2 separate regions of the Hordeum vulgare genome follow, and region 2 is linked to region 1. A link is a contact called in public Hi-C data. All regions are on one chromosome and are shown on one strand. The core of a region is the stretch at or near the end of the contact, and the rest is flanking DNA. Distances in the headings are between cores, read along the strand shown.

What was found. A called contact is a pair of places that touch in the nucleus more often than the background predicts.
Region 2: a Hi-C map of leaf shows a contact between it and region 1, with 2.1 times the contacts expected there. The contact joins the enhancer-like site here to the promoter of LOC123448597 in region 1. A contact is called at or near these places in 2 of 6 Hi-C or Micro-C datasets (leaf and seedling).

What each region holds. Positions count from the first base shown.
Region 1 is chr4H:348,218,000-348,224,973 of MorexV3_pseudomolecules_assembly, forward strand. It overlaps LOC123448597 (probable protein phosphatase 2C 75), which reads left to right and starts at 2,922. Exons shown (of 5, transcript XM_045125546.1): 1 at 2,922-3,128; 2 at 4,270-4,641; 3 at 4,732-4,849. The coding sequence starts at 2,937.
Region 2 is chr4H:348,667,047-348,674,020 of MorexV3_pseudomolecules_assembly, forward strand. No RefSeq gene overlaps it. Among protein-coding and RNA genes, the nearest start is that of LOC123448598, 350 kb to the right of the region's middle. Within about 2 kb of position 4,160, at least 2 of the 3 cell types and tissues checked have open chromatin away from gene starts, as enhancers often do. A contact at or near this core is called in leaf and seedling, where this site is marked.

The DNA.
Region 1 (6,974 bases), core at 1,672-4,171:
GAGCTAGACGGCCAGCTGGGAGCCCACAAGCCCCCTAGGCACGACCAGGGGGGAGGCCATGCCTAGCAAGCTTGTGGCCTCCTGCTGGCGCCCCTCTCGTACTTCTTCGGCCCAGTATTATTTATAAAATCCAAAATAAATCCTCGTTGATTTTCACGGCTTTTGGAGTTGCGCAGAATAGGTATCTCAAACTTGCTCCTTTTTCAGGCCAGAATTCCAGCTGCCGGCATTCTTCCTCTTCATATAAACCTTACAGAATAAGAGAGAAAAAGCATAAGTATTGTACCGTGAAGTGTAATAACAACCCAAAAAGCGATAAATATCAACATGAAAGCATGATGCAAAATGGACGTATCAACCTCTAGCAAAGCGTGCCGACTCCAAGTGTCCGATGAAGCTGGTTAGATGAACCTGTACTTCACACTTCTGTTCCCTTTGCCACACGATATATGTTGTCGTGCTCAAGGCGACATGGTCATCCTTGTTGTAGCACGAGCTCTTTCTCGTTCTGGTGAATCTGACCAACACTTTGTATTATCTCAGAATCCTCATCGCATGGCCATGCTTATCCAGGTCGGGTTACTCGACGTGCCCATAGTATATCTCTCCTGATCGGAGAGGCAAATCCCATCTTGCTCGAACATGTCTCGCAGCATGGATCTAGACAAGCCCGAAACCTACCTTTGTAACTCCTCAGTTACGGAGTAGCGTTTGGTCGGCCCAAAGTAGGCATGTCACCATCTCGAGTAAATACACCAGCTCAGGTCTTAGGACATAGAAAGTATGTTGTACTAGAGACTCAAGATGACCTATCGATGTGTCTCATAGTTGGGTCTGTCCAACTTCGAACTTATCTCGACTCGGATCCAACTACGTCAAACCAACCAGATCGTTTTGAGTTCATATTATCCGGGTAGCATCAAATGCTACATGATCAATGAGACCGGATAATCCACCGTATCATATGCTAGTCTGATTGGTTGTGCGTCCACACAACCCTTTTGACTAGGGACCATTTAGGATAGTCATCATACAATGCATAGTCTCACAAACAAGACACGTACTTGTTAATACACATCATTAATAATGTCCAAGGACTATCTTTATTCATAAACACATAGGAAATATCATCATATGACTCCCTCTAGGGTATATCTCCAACAGCGAAAGCACGTGATGTATTGTTGCTACTGAGGATAAAACGATGATGATTGATCTTAGGTGTTAGGTTTCTTTCTGTATACATCATGTCATCTTGCTTATTGCTTTCCTTATTTCTTGCAAACTTAAGACTTTGAGATGCATGTTTGATAGTAGTATTTGGGTGGAGTAATAGCAGTAGATGCAGTTCAATTTAAGCATACTTGTCACGAATATGATGCCTATACAAGTTTATGCCATGAATGGTCATAGTTATGTATGATGATTATATGTCAGTTGTCCAACATTAATTTATTTACCATGTCATTATCCACTTTCAGGATAGAAGTCACTAGTGAACTTATGGCCCCGCGTCCATTCTACATTTGCTCTACTGCTCTCTCTCAATACTTTGTTGTTTGCCATATCACTATGTATCACTATTTGCTTTTTACCTTCCAACTAGCAAGACGAAGGGACTTACAACCCCCTTAAAGTGGACTCCAAGCATTTTTTTTGTATGTGTGCAAGTGTTGTTTATCTTGCTAGCTTGTATACTTTTATTGGTTCGATTAGACCATAGTTCTTAAATAAAAGAAATACTTTTTAAAAGAGCGAAGACGGGGCGAGCATTTGAGGATGAAGAACAGGCATAACTCAAGATATTTCGACTCTCGGCCTTTAGCGGTAAATCCCACCTAGCAATAAAACAAAGTCCAAACCAGAAGGACTACGCACATGAAGACGTGAAACAATCGATCGAGCACCCAAGTTCGTTGAATTGCATTAGCTTGGCGCACATAATATAGGGGTATATTTGACTATGTTTTCCACAAACTAAACATACAATTACTCAAAATTTTGTGTTTCACACTCATATGTTTTATACATTTAATATTGCTATATTATTTTATTTTTTCAATATTTTTGAAGTTCCGTGGCTCAAAGAGTTGTAAGGCCTTCCTTGTTTGGAATTATTTTATAGGATAAGATTTGTATATGACAAATTCTTCCCTTTGGTTTGTAGGAATAGAGTTTCATTCATATAAAGTACTCCCTTCGTCTTAAAATAAATGTTGTTGATTTAGTAGAAAATTTATATTAATTCAACAATAAATTTACAATGTTTATTTTGAAACGGAAGAAGTAATTATTATTCATATCCTCCTTGTTTCAAAGAAAAATAAATATTAGTCTAGAATCAATGAAAAAAATATGATGTGAACTAAAGTTTATTTTTTATATTCATATCCATAGAATTTAAGATGCATATCATGTAATTTTTATAGTCTTTTAATTCCTGTGATATTCCTATGGTATGAGCTAAAAGATGCATAAAAGAATTATTTTCCGGTCCACATAAGGAGCCGACCGATCCGGCCGCCGATCCCCTTGCACCAAACCACGCCGAGCCGCTTGTTCCTCCCCGCGCCATTGCTATTTTTCATTGTCCCCATTTTCGCTGTTGGATTCCCTATTCTTGTCCGATCCCGCCCTCCCTTTTCTACTTTTCTGGTTAGCTCGTGACGTGTCCCCGTTGGCGCTGGTTGGCCCGTCCACGACGCCATCAAAGAACGCCACCGCCCCTCTCGCAAAGATCGAAATCTTGGCAGCCTTGCGTTGCGTTGCGCAGAGGCTGAATCTTTGAGGGTGGCTTGGGCTGTGACCAACGGGGCAAGACGGCGGCGATAACGGCGGCAGCGGTGGCGACGGCGGCGCCGTCGTCGGGTGGTGGGGGAGGGGGCGGTGGAGGCGGGTGCCTGGATTGCCTGCAGGATGTGGTGAGGGCGCTGGCGATGGGGTCCTGCCTGCCGGCAGACCAGCGGCCGATGGAGGTGACGGCACTACCCGGGAAGGTGGGAGGAGGCAGGAGGAGGGGGGAGGAGGCGCCCGGGAGGATTGCTGGGATTGGGACGGGCAATGTGGCTTGCCTCTTCACGCGGCAGGGGAAGAAGGGCACCAACCAAGACGCCATGGTCGCGTGGGAGGTATCTGCACAACAAGATCCCTGTATTTACTGGAGTATATTGCGTTTACAGTTTTTGTGCTTTGAATGCTCATTTCTTCTTCATTTGATTAATGAGCTTTAGTAGTAAAAATAATTTTCTTGGAGTTGAAGTATCGTGAACAATTAGGGGTTGTTTATTTATCAGGCCAGGCAACGTCAACTACTCGAGTTAAAATGATACACTAAATATCAAAATATGAAGTGCCATCAACTCGAGGGGCTTTCACAGGATAAACAAGGCATAATGATCCAACTCGTTTTAGCTAACACGAGACTACATGTCGGCTTGATATTTGAAAATAAACAACTCGACGGCTATGAATGTTGCTCGGAAGATGTTTCTAGCTGTAACTGATGGAGGATTTAGAGCCTGTTTGGTAATCCACCAGCTCTACGAAGTCCTCGGATCTGCGGAGCACCTCTTTCCCCACTCCAATTTTTTTGACTGCAGCTCACTCCGCTCCGCCGACTCCACCGAGTTAATAGTGTTCAGGTCGACTTCTCCTGCTCCAGTAGCAGAGTTGTGGAGTGGAGGGACTCCGAACAGGCTCTTAGTATTGGCCACCATCTATCCCACCTCCATACTTTCATATGAACTATGAAGACTTATTTGTTGGATATGGCAACCATCTTGCATACCCATATGCTGTCTCTTAGTTAAGGGGGTCATTGATTATTATGCGTTTTAGGCCATGAGGTTATGTTCTAGATGAAACTGTCCATGCTCGAAGGAGGCATGCTTGAAAATGCAGGATCAGATAAATGACTCGCCCAGTCAAAGAGTACCCCCTTGAGTGAAAAATTTATTTGAATCCAACAGTTGTGTGCACATCAAAAGATAACAGAATAGTGACCTTTTGTTCTAACTCATTTCACTTCTGACACTCTTTATGAATTAAATCATGCCAATTGTATCGAATGAACTTGTGGAGCCTGGTCTTGTGGCACGACCGACTCCGCAGGTGTGATGGGTGAGCATGCATTGACATCAGGTGGATGTCAACATCGCCGTTGCATTGGTGCTATAGCATTCTCCATTAAATAATATAGATACTTGACAAATGCATATTTATGTCTGCCTCATTTTCTTGCTCTTGGATGCCTTGGGGCATGATATACAGAACTTCAATGGGAGATCAGACACAGTATTTTGTGGAGTTTTTGATGGTCATGGTCCACATGGCCATCTCGTCGCGCGGAAAGTAAGAGATACTCTCCCTTTGAAGCTGTGTGATTTGATATATGATGACTATGGAGCGAGCCCAATCAGCAATTCAGATGGATCAGTTTTAGAAGAGAGTTTATCTCCATACCCAGATGCAGGGGACAAGTCTCCCACATTCACTGCACAGAAAGAAGAACATCTAGAATTCTTTGACTCAATGAAAGAGTCTTTCCGAAAAGCTTTTAGAGTTATGGATAAGGAGCTTAAATTACATCGGAACATAGATAGCATTTGCAGTGGAACTACCGCAGTTACTTTAATTAAACAGGTATACAGTGGAACTTATTCTTTAAACAGCTTTAATTACTCAAAAATTCCAGGTATGAGCAATTGATTTTTTTTCCCTCTATACCATCAGGGTCAGGATCTTTTTGTCGGGAATCTAGGTGACTCTAGAGCTGTATTAGGCACTAGAGATCAGAACGGTCATTTGGTTGCCCATCAGTTGACAGTTGACCTGAAACCTGATCATCCAAGTAAATATCTTTCACTCTCAAATTTAAATTAATGAATCTTCTGTATTATATCTCTTCTGTTTAATGTGTTGGCTTAATCCTACTAATTGTGACTGTTTATGTGATGCCATGAATTGAACGGTTCTTTTCTGTTGCTGCTGAGTTGGTACATTCTTGCTCATTTTCTCAGAGCAAGAATGTATGTTATCTCTTCCTTGTCTCCAATCATTTTATATATGTTTATATTTCTAAGATTTGAAGAGTGAGGACTTAGAATTTTCACCCTGTTCTTGCTGATAACCATGGTAGTAACTTCACTACATTATTCTTACTGCAGAAACAAAAGTTGGAAATAAAGCAGTTTTTTTTAAGTTGTGGAAAACGTATATATTATGTTTGACATGATGGATATGGTACAATCATCTTTATTTGTATGCAAATGATAAACATTTGATTCACAGCTACACCTGAGAGGCCTTTAGATTGTGCTAATTCCCATCTATGGTTTACCATCCATAGACCCCAGATCGCAGCTACACTTTGTGTTTTTTCAAGGCCCACCACATGACATTCTGCGGTATCTTATCGTAGGCCTTCTCGGAGTCAATGAACACCATAAGCATGTCCTTTTGCTCCTTATATCTCTCGACAAGTTGTCGTACCAAGAAAATAGCTTCCACGGTCGACCTCCAAGGCATGAAACCAAACAAATTTTTGGTCACGCTTGTCATTCTTCTTAAGCGGTGCTCAATGACTCTCCCATAGCTTCATTGTATGGCTCATCAGCTTAGTTGCATGGTAACCAATACAACTTTGAACTTCCCCCTTGTTCTTGAAGATTGGTACTAATATACTCTGCCCCCATTCTTCTGGCACCTTGTTTTGCCGAAAAATGAGGTTGAAAAGCTTAGTTGGCCATACTATCGCTATGTCTCCAAGGCCTCTCCACGCCTCAATGGGGATACAATCAGGGCCCATTGCCTTGCCTCCTTTCATCCTTTTTAAAGCCTCCCTGACCTCAGGCTCCTGGATTCGTCGCACAAAACGCTTGTTGGTATCATCAAAGGAGTCATCTAACTCAATGGTAGAGCTTTTATTGTCTCCATTGAATAGCTAGTCGAAGTACTACCGCCATATATGCTTAATCTCCTCGTCCTTCACCGGGAGCTGATTTGCTCCATCCTTGATGCATTTGACTTGGTTGACATACCTTGTCTTCCTCTCTCGAATCTTGGCCATCTTCTTACAGGTGCCCCTTACGCCTTCATTCGTGCCTTAGTATTGGTAGAGGTCCCCGCACGCCCGATCCCTTGCTTCACTCACAGCTTGCTTTGCGGCATTCTTTGCCACCTTGTACTTCTCTATGTTGTCTGCACTCCTAACAAGGAGTAGGCGTCTTAAACAGTCTTCCTTCTCCTTAATAGCCTTCTGGACATCATCCTACCACCACTAGGTATCTTTGGTTGGCTTATACTTCCCCTATTCACTCCAAACTCCTATGAAGCCACCTTACGATTGCAAGTTGCCATCTTCATCCACCTATTGTTTGCATCACCTCCTTCCTCCTCCTTAATGACCCTCACCTTGAAAGCTTGAGCTGCCTCCCCCTTAAGCTTCCACCACTTCGTTCTAGCGACGTTGGCATGCTTATCCTGCTGGACACGAATCCAAAAGCGGAAGTCAGCCACCACAAACTTATGTAGAGGGACAACACTCTCTCCAGGTATCACCTGACAATCTAGGCAAGCACGCCTGTCTTCTCTTCGCGAGAGGACACAATCAATCAAGCTAGTGTGTTGACAACTACTAAAAGTCACCAGATGCCATTCTCTCCTTTTAAAGAAGGTGTTAGCTACTATCATGTCGTAGGCTAGAGCAAAGCTTAGACATCTTCTCCTTCTTGATCCTGATGCCATAGCCAAAGCCCCCATGCACCCCTTCAAAACTTGTGTTAGATGTACCCACGTGTCCCATTGAGGTCTCCTCCTATGAAGAGCTTCTCGCCAATGGTCTGTGTACCACAACTTGAAGCCGGTGTCCTCCACCTCCTTCGCCTTCTGTCCCCTCCATTTGGTTTCTTGGACGAAAATTATATCAACACTTCTCCTCCCTGTTGTATCAACTAGCTCTCGTAACTTACCTGTTA
Region 2 (6,974 bases), core at 2,910-5,409, 450 kb after region 1:
AAGTGCTGTAGTTTGAAGCAAGCTAGTAGTTAGTCCTTGGTCCTTATCAGTTCAATGTTAGTTTGCATCACCAAGATCCGGTTTAGGGAAGGTGTTGTCCCAGTTAACTATGGCATGCGCTGGGCTTCATCGGTTGCTAGTTTGTTAGCCATCTCGAGTCTGCTTGTATCAGATGTATCCAGTCCTATTTTCCTTACATCAATCAAATTTTCTTCTGCTGCAGTGTATTCGAGAGTATGTTCCCCGATACGTCCTTCCAGTCAGCCTACACGTAGACAGAGGCAAGCTAGACAGGGACCTACTGGTTTCCAATGATGCCACAAGACTGCAACATTCTGTGTTGGAACGTGCGGGGCCTGAATGATATGGACAGGAAGACTACCGTGCACGAGACCATCGCCGCATTGCAATGTCAGATTGTATGCTTACAGGAAACCAAGTTGCCGGACATAGACCAATTCACGGCCTCCTTCCTGGGTGGATATAGGTTGCAACAATTCGCCCAACGACCCGCACATGGCACCCGTGGAGGCATCCTTCTTCTCTGGGACGAGGATAAAATCCAATGCTCCAACATTCAGGCGGGTGAATTCTGTTTAACTGCAGAGATACTTATCCTATCATCCACCGAGAGTTTCAGGATTACTACAGTCTATGGTCCGACGGCTTCGACCAGAAAGGATGAGTTCTACACGGAGCTCCTGCTGCATAAACCACCAGCGGGCGATCGGTGGCTGGTGTGTGGGGACTTTAATCAAATTCACAGAGCTTGTGACAAGAACAAACCAATCTTTAACAGAAGGCAAATCAAGAAATTTCGTGAGGCACTCTCGACTGGGGAGTTGACTGAAATTCATCTTCAAAATAGGCGATTCACATGGAGCAATGAGCGTCAAAACCCCACTCTGAGTACACTAGACTCCTTCTTTTGCAACTCAGAGTGGGACACCTCCTTTCAAGGCCATATACTACATGCGCTCTCATCATCGCTCTTGGACCACTGCCCTTTGCTCCTGTTTCAAGCGCATGGACCAAAGCGCCCAAGAACATTTCGGTTTGAAAACTTCTGGATTTCAATGCCTGGATTCAAGACGGCAGTGCAGGAAGCTTGGGCAAAGACAATTGATCATGTGGAGCCCTACCACATTTTATATCACAAACTGCAAAGAACAGCCCACATGCTAAAATGTTGGAGCAGCCGACTATTCTCCGATGCAAAAATTCAGCTGCACATGGCTTTGCATGTCATTCTTCATCTTGACATGGCTCAAGACTTGAGAGTTCTTTCACAACAAGAGTCAAATTTGAGGGCTACATTAATGAGGAGAGTCATTAGCCTAGCCGTGCTTGAACGAACGAGGAAAAAGCAATGCGCAAGGGTGAAGAATTTGAAGGTTGGAGACGCTAATACCAAATATTTCCATCAAATAATTAATGCGAGATGGAGGAAGAATTACATCCACAGGCTAAAAGTCGGCCCAGGGTGGGTAACCTATCATGACGAAAAAGCAAAGATTGCTCAAGATCACTTCACTGCGATCCTCCAAAAAGGGCCAAGTCGATCCAAAGACCTTAATTGGGAGGCCCTTCAATTCAATCAGTGTGATTTATCCAGTCTGGGTGACAACTTCACAGAGACCGAGGTTCTCACCGCCATGTCGCAAATACCAGGTGACAAGGCACCGGGTCCAGATGGTTTCACACGAGCTTTCTTCAAGTCTTGTTGGGTAATAATCAAGGAGGATATGATGAATGCGGTGAACTCCTTCTCAAATCTCCTAACCACACATCTTCATTGGCTAAAATCAACCAACATTGTGTTACTGCCTAAGAAGGAAGGCGCTGAAGACATAGTAGATTTTTGCGCCATCAGCCTCATCAATGCATTCATCAAGATTCTGTCCAAAATCATGGCAACTCGGCTGGCCCCCTTCATGAATGAATTAGTATCTCGCTCCCAAAGCTCTTTCATCAAATCAAGAAGCATCCATGATAACTTTATGTTTGTGAGAGGCTTCATTCGACGCCTTCATTGGACTAAGACGCCTTCCTTGCTGCTAAAATTAGATATCAAGAAGGCCTTTGATACCATTCGTTGGGACTACCAATTGGACTTACTTCAGCGGCGAGGCTTCCCTGCCAGATTCAGGAACTGGGTTACTGCCATATGGGCCACATCATCCTCGTGAGTACTCATCAATGGGATCCCGGGTGAGCCAATACATCTGGGTAGAGGGCTATGACAGGGAGACTCGCTATCTCCTCTCCTATTCGTCATCGGAATCAACCCCTTACAGCAGCTGGTGGATAAGGCCACGGAGATTGGCCTTCTCCATCGCCTCCGTGGACGGACTGCAGCAATGCGCACTTCCCTCTACGCTGATGACGCGGCCATATTCATTGCTCCTATCAAGGAGGACATCCAGAACCTAGCGACAATCTTGACCAGCTTTTTGGAGGTCACCGGCCTCATGGCCAATCCCAGCAAGAGTATTGTTGCACCCATTCATTGCGCAAACGTTGATCTCGAGGACATCCTCCAAAGTTTTCCTGCCACCAGAACTGGATTCCCTTTGCGTTATCTGGGCCTTCCGCTCTCCACACATAATCTCAAGAAGTCGGACTATCAATTCTTGGTGGACAAGTTGGCAGGGAAACTCCCTCCTTGGCAAAGCAGGAACATTAACATTGCTGGGCAAGTCACCCTAGTTAAATCAGTGCTATCGTCCCTAGCCATATACTTCATCACAACGCTAAACATTCCAGCTGGGACCTTCATTGATATCACCAAGCTTCAGAGAGCCTTTCTGTGGGCAGGCACCAGCACGGTGTCTGGAGGACAATGCAAGGTCAACTGGAAGCTGGTGTGTAGACCACTGGACTTGGGAAGTCTGGGGATTCTCGATCTTGATAAGTTTTCCAAAGCACTCAGACTACGATGGCTATGGTTCCAGTGGGTGGACCCCCAAAGGGCTTGGGTTGATTTCGACATTCCTTGCGATGCCGACGACACAGACTTGTTCTACTCCGCGACAACGGTGACCATAGGAGATGGCAAGAAGGCCAGCTTCTGGTTTGCTCCTTGGTTGCAAGGGCAGAAACCAAAAGATGTGGCACCGGACATTTTTGCCCTCTCCAAGCGCAAGAAGACATTCGTGGCATAAGCATTGGCAAACAATGATTGGATTAGCCGCGTCGACATGCAGGGAGGACTGTCTGTTGTCCAAATACAACAATTTGTGAAGTTATGTAGCAAGATCCAGGAGGCCCAAATACAGACGGCCGTGGAGGACACCATTCGATGGAAATTCACGGCGGATGGATGCTATTCCGCCGCCACAGCTTACAGGATGCAATTTGCGGGGTTAATTAAATCAGACATGCCTAGGATGGTATGGAAGTTTTGGGCGCCGCCTAAAATTAAATTCTTCTCATGGCTCATCCTTCAAGACAGAGTGTGGACAGCGGATAGACTAGCCCGTAGAGGATGGCCAAATTGTGGCCTCTGTCAGCTTTGCAAAAGAGAATCGGAAACTGCTACCCATCTCTTTTTTAAATGCCGATACTCGGTCAGGATTTGAAACTCAATCAATGGTTGGCTGGGGATTCCTTCACAGATCAACTCATGGGTAGGTCTCCCGTCTGTCCAGAAGTGCTGGGATGCCGATGGTCCAGCCACCAGCACACGCAAAAAGGCCTTAAAATCCCTGAAGATGCTAATATGCTGGGTAATTTGGAACGAGAGGAATGCGAGGGTATTTCAAAACAAAGCAACCTTGCCTACCCACGTTGTTGCTTCTATTAAGGTTGAGGCACAATTATGGATAAAAGCTGGAGCTAAGTCTCTTGGGAACATTTTTCAGGGAGGTAGTTAACTTGTTTCCTACTTTGGCCTCAGTGGCCATGTAACCACAAATTTGTACTGCTCTCTTCTTAATTAATGCGATGAGGCAAATCTTTTGCCTCCGTTTCAAAAAAAAAAATCATGCCTATACCTGTATGGTGATGCAACATTGTTCTAAGCCCGAACCTGGTCCGAGGAGTGAGTCTTCTCCTTCAACCTTTATTTGGACTCCGCCGCCCACTGGGTTTGTGGCTGTGAACGTCGATGCGGCTTTGTTCCCATCTATTCGGCGGATGGGGATGGGTTTTGTGGCCAGGAACCACCTTGGGGAGTGCCTTTTGGCTGGCAACGCGAAGCTTCAGGGCTTCTCTGAACCCGAGCTGGCTGAGGCACTGGCAATCCGACACGCTCTTGAGGTGTGCCGATCTAAAGGCTGCACGTCAATTCTGTTGGCGTCTGGTTACCTCACCATGGTGAACAAAATCAAGTCCAAGACTCAAGATCGATCGACAGTGGGCACCATCGTCTCGGATATCAACTCTCTTGCATCTGGGTTTTCCTATTGTTCTTTCCTACATGTCAGGCAAGGTATGAATGTAGAGGCACACAAGCTAGCTCATAGCTGTGAGCACTATGTTAATCTTTTTATCGTGGTGTAGTTCTGGATTGTATCAAGAACGATCTCTGTTGTGATGCTCAGTAATCTATGAAGTACTGTAACCTCTTCAGTAATCTATGAAGGATACGTCTTTTCTATCACTTGGTTAAACAACCTTAATTAATATTTCAATTCACTAAAACTTTATTTCTTATAACATAAATTGACTTGTTTTTTCATACATATAATTGTTTTTATTTAAAAATGTAGAATCCCTTCTTAGAACTCACAAAAACTTTATCAAAAACACATGACCACTTCGAAAACAACATAACTTTTTTATAGCATCGACACTTTTATACATTGTAAACGTATAATAGTCTCAAGGGATGAATATTTTATTGAAAGCATGAAAAAATTGAAATCATGTAAGAATTTATCAAAATATAAATATATATACATACATATCTTTTTCATTAATATGAAAACACTTTTTAAAATTGATTGATTTTATTATGATTCATAATTTATTTATTTTGGATTTTTATTAATTTAGTAGTTTTACATCTGATGAAATAATATGTAAATTTCAAAAATATATTTACTTTATTTATATGTATATTACTCAAAATTATAGTTCAATTGTTTTATTTAATTTTAAAAATACTAACCCGTGTTTGCATGTAGAAAAAAGTGGCTCGGAATTGAATCGGACTCGAATACCAAATCCAAGATGGAAAGGAAATGGCCTCCAATTCAAATCATGTTGTTTGGATGTCCTTGGTATTTGTTGTTGGAATCAAAGGCTAGCACCTAATTCCAAATCATGTTTGGATGTGCAAACCATGAAATCACTAACGAAGCAGCCAGATGTGGGGGCGGAGGTGGCGGATACGGCGATGGCGGCGGTGGCCGGATGGCGGTGGCCGGATCCTAGGCGACGGGGCTTCGGGTCTCGCTCGAGGCTCAGGGCAGAGCAGGCACATGCGGGGGCGGAGGTGGCTGGATGCGGGGGTGGAATTGGCCGGATGCGGTGCGGAGGTGGCCGGATGCGACGGCGGTGGCGGGCGAACCCTAGGCCGCGGGTCTTCGGGTCTTGCTCGGGGCTCGGGACGGAGCAGCTATGGCGGGATCGGACGGAGTAGCCGGATGCAGGGGCGGAGGTGGCCGGATGCGACGGTAGCGGAGGTGGCCAGATGCAGGGGCGGGGGTGGCCGGATGCGGCGAGAGAGGTGGTTGGATGCGGCAGCGACGGAGGTGGGGAGCATTGGGTCTCGCATGGGAGCGAAGGGGTATGTGAGGGTGGGGGGCAGAGAACGTTCCGTGCGATTATGAGGTCATAGGCTTGGAAACTTTTCGCATGGGGCGGATGCGTGCGGGACGTGGCTTGGAATTCGACTACGTTTTCATGAACCAATTTTGTAACCATTCCGTACAGTGAAATCGGTTCATAAATTCTAGATTTCCAATTCCGTGTCAGTTTTTCCTACCTCCAAACAAGGTGTAACATGTTGAATATGGGTCGCGCTGAGTGAAGTCCGTTCTAGCCTATGAGTGTGTTCTGCTATAGACATAATGTGTGATAATTCCATGTAAACATGAAATTATAATTGTTGGGGTGGCAGTCTAGCTCGCTTGTTGATCCAAGGTTGCTTGCTCGAATTTCAATGGCCGGATACTTATTTTTACAAGAAACATTTATGTTGTTTAACTGAAGATCTATAAATTATTTCTTTATTGTACTTATAGGATTACTGGGATGGGGTGGCTAGCTGTTCACGCAGGAAATACACGTCCCTTGGTCGAATAACGACCGCTCCATTTTTGTGAGGGTATGTTTTCTAGAATAAGTAAATAAATAAATAAAGACAAACTGATTTCATGTCGAGGGCTTTTTTGTTGAAAAAACGGAGTGATTTTCGCAATAAAAAGCAGGCACACGCCTCAACTTCATTGTGCTGTCACTCACAGTGGTCCTCGCGCCATGCAGGTATGCCTTGTTAATATCGTTGTTGTATACAAACATGATTAGCAATGTATTTGCATGTGAAAGCCAAGTTGCATCACTTCGATGTACACCATAAGTTTTAGCACTAAAGTGACCTTTTACGTCAAGTTCTAGCACCACCGGCTTTTACCATCCGGCTAGCTAGCCGTCCGATTTGATGTTGATGGCTGTTTGATTTCACCAAGGCAAGCAGCTCGTGTCTTCTGTGTGATTCCAATTTAGTTCGACAGACAACATCTTTTGAAAACGGTGAGGTCCTCCGTTACAACAAGAATGATCTGATGTTGTTGCACATGTGCGTTCGCTGACACGCCAGCCCACGACGGCGACAGCGTAGGCGCCGGTATGGACGACCGTCCCGGGTAACTCAAAAGTATGCCCCAAATACCTATTGATTCATCCATCTCAATAGACAGTAGCGTTTCATCTTAACTTAAGTGGCTCAGTTGCAGTTCAAATTAAATAGCGTATCTCTCTTTCACTCTCCAAGTGAGATGGGAGAGTGCAACTAGCTATCTTCTTAA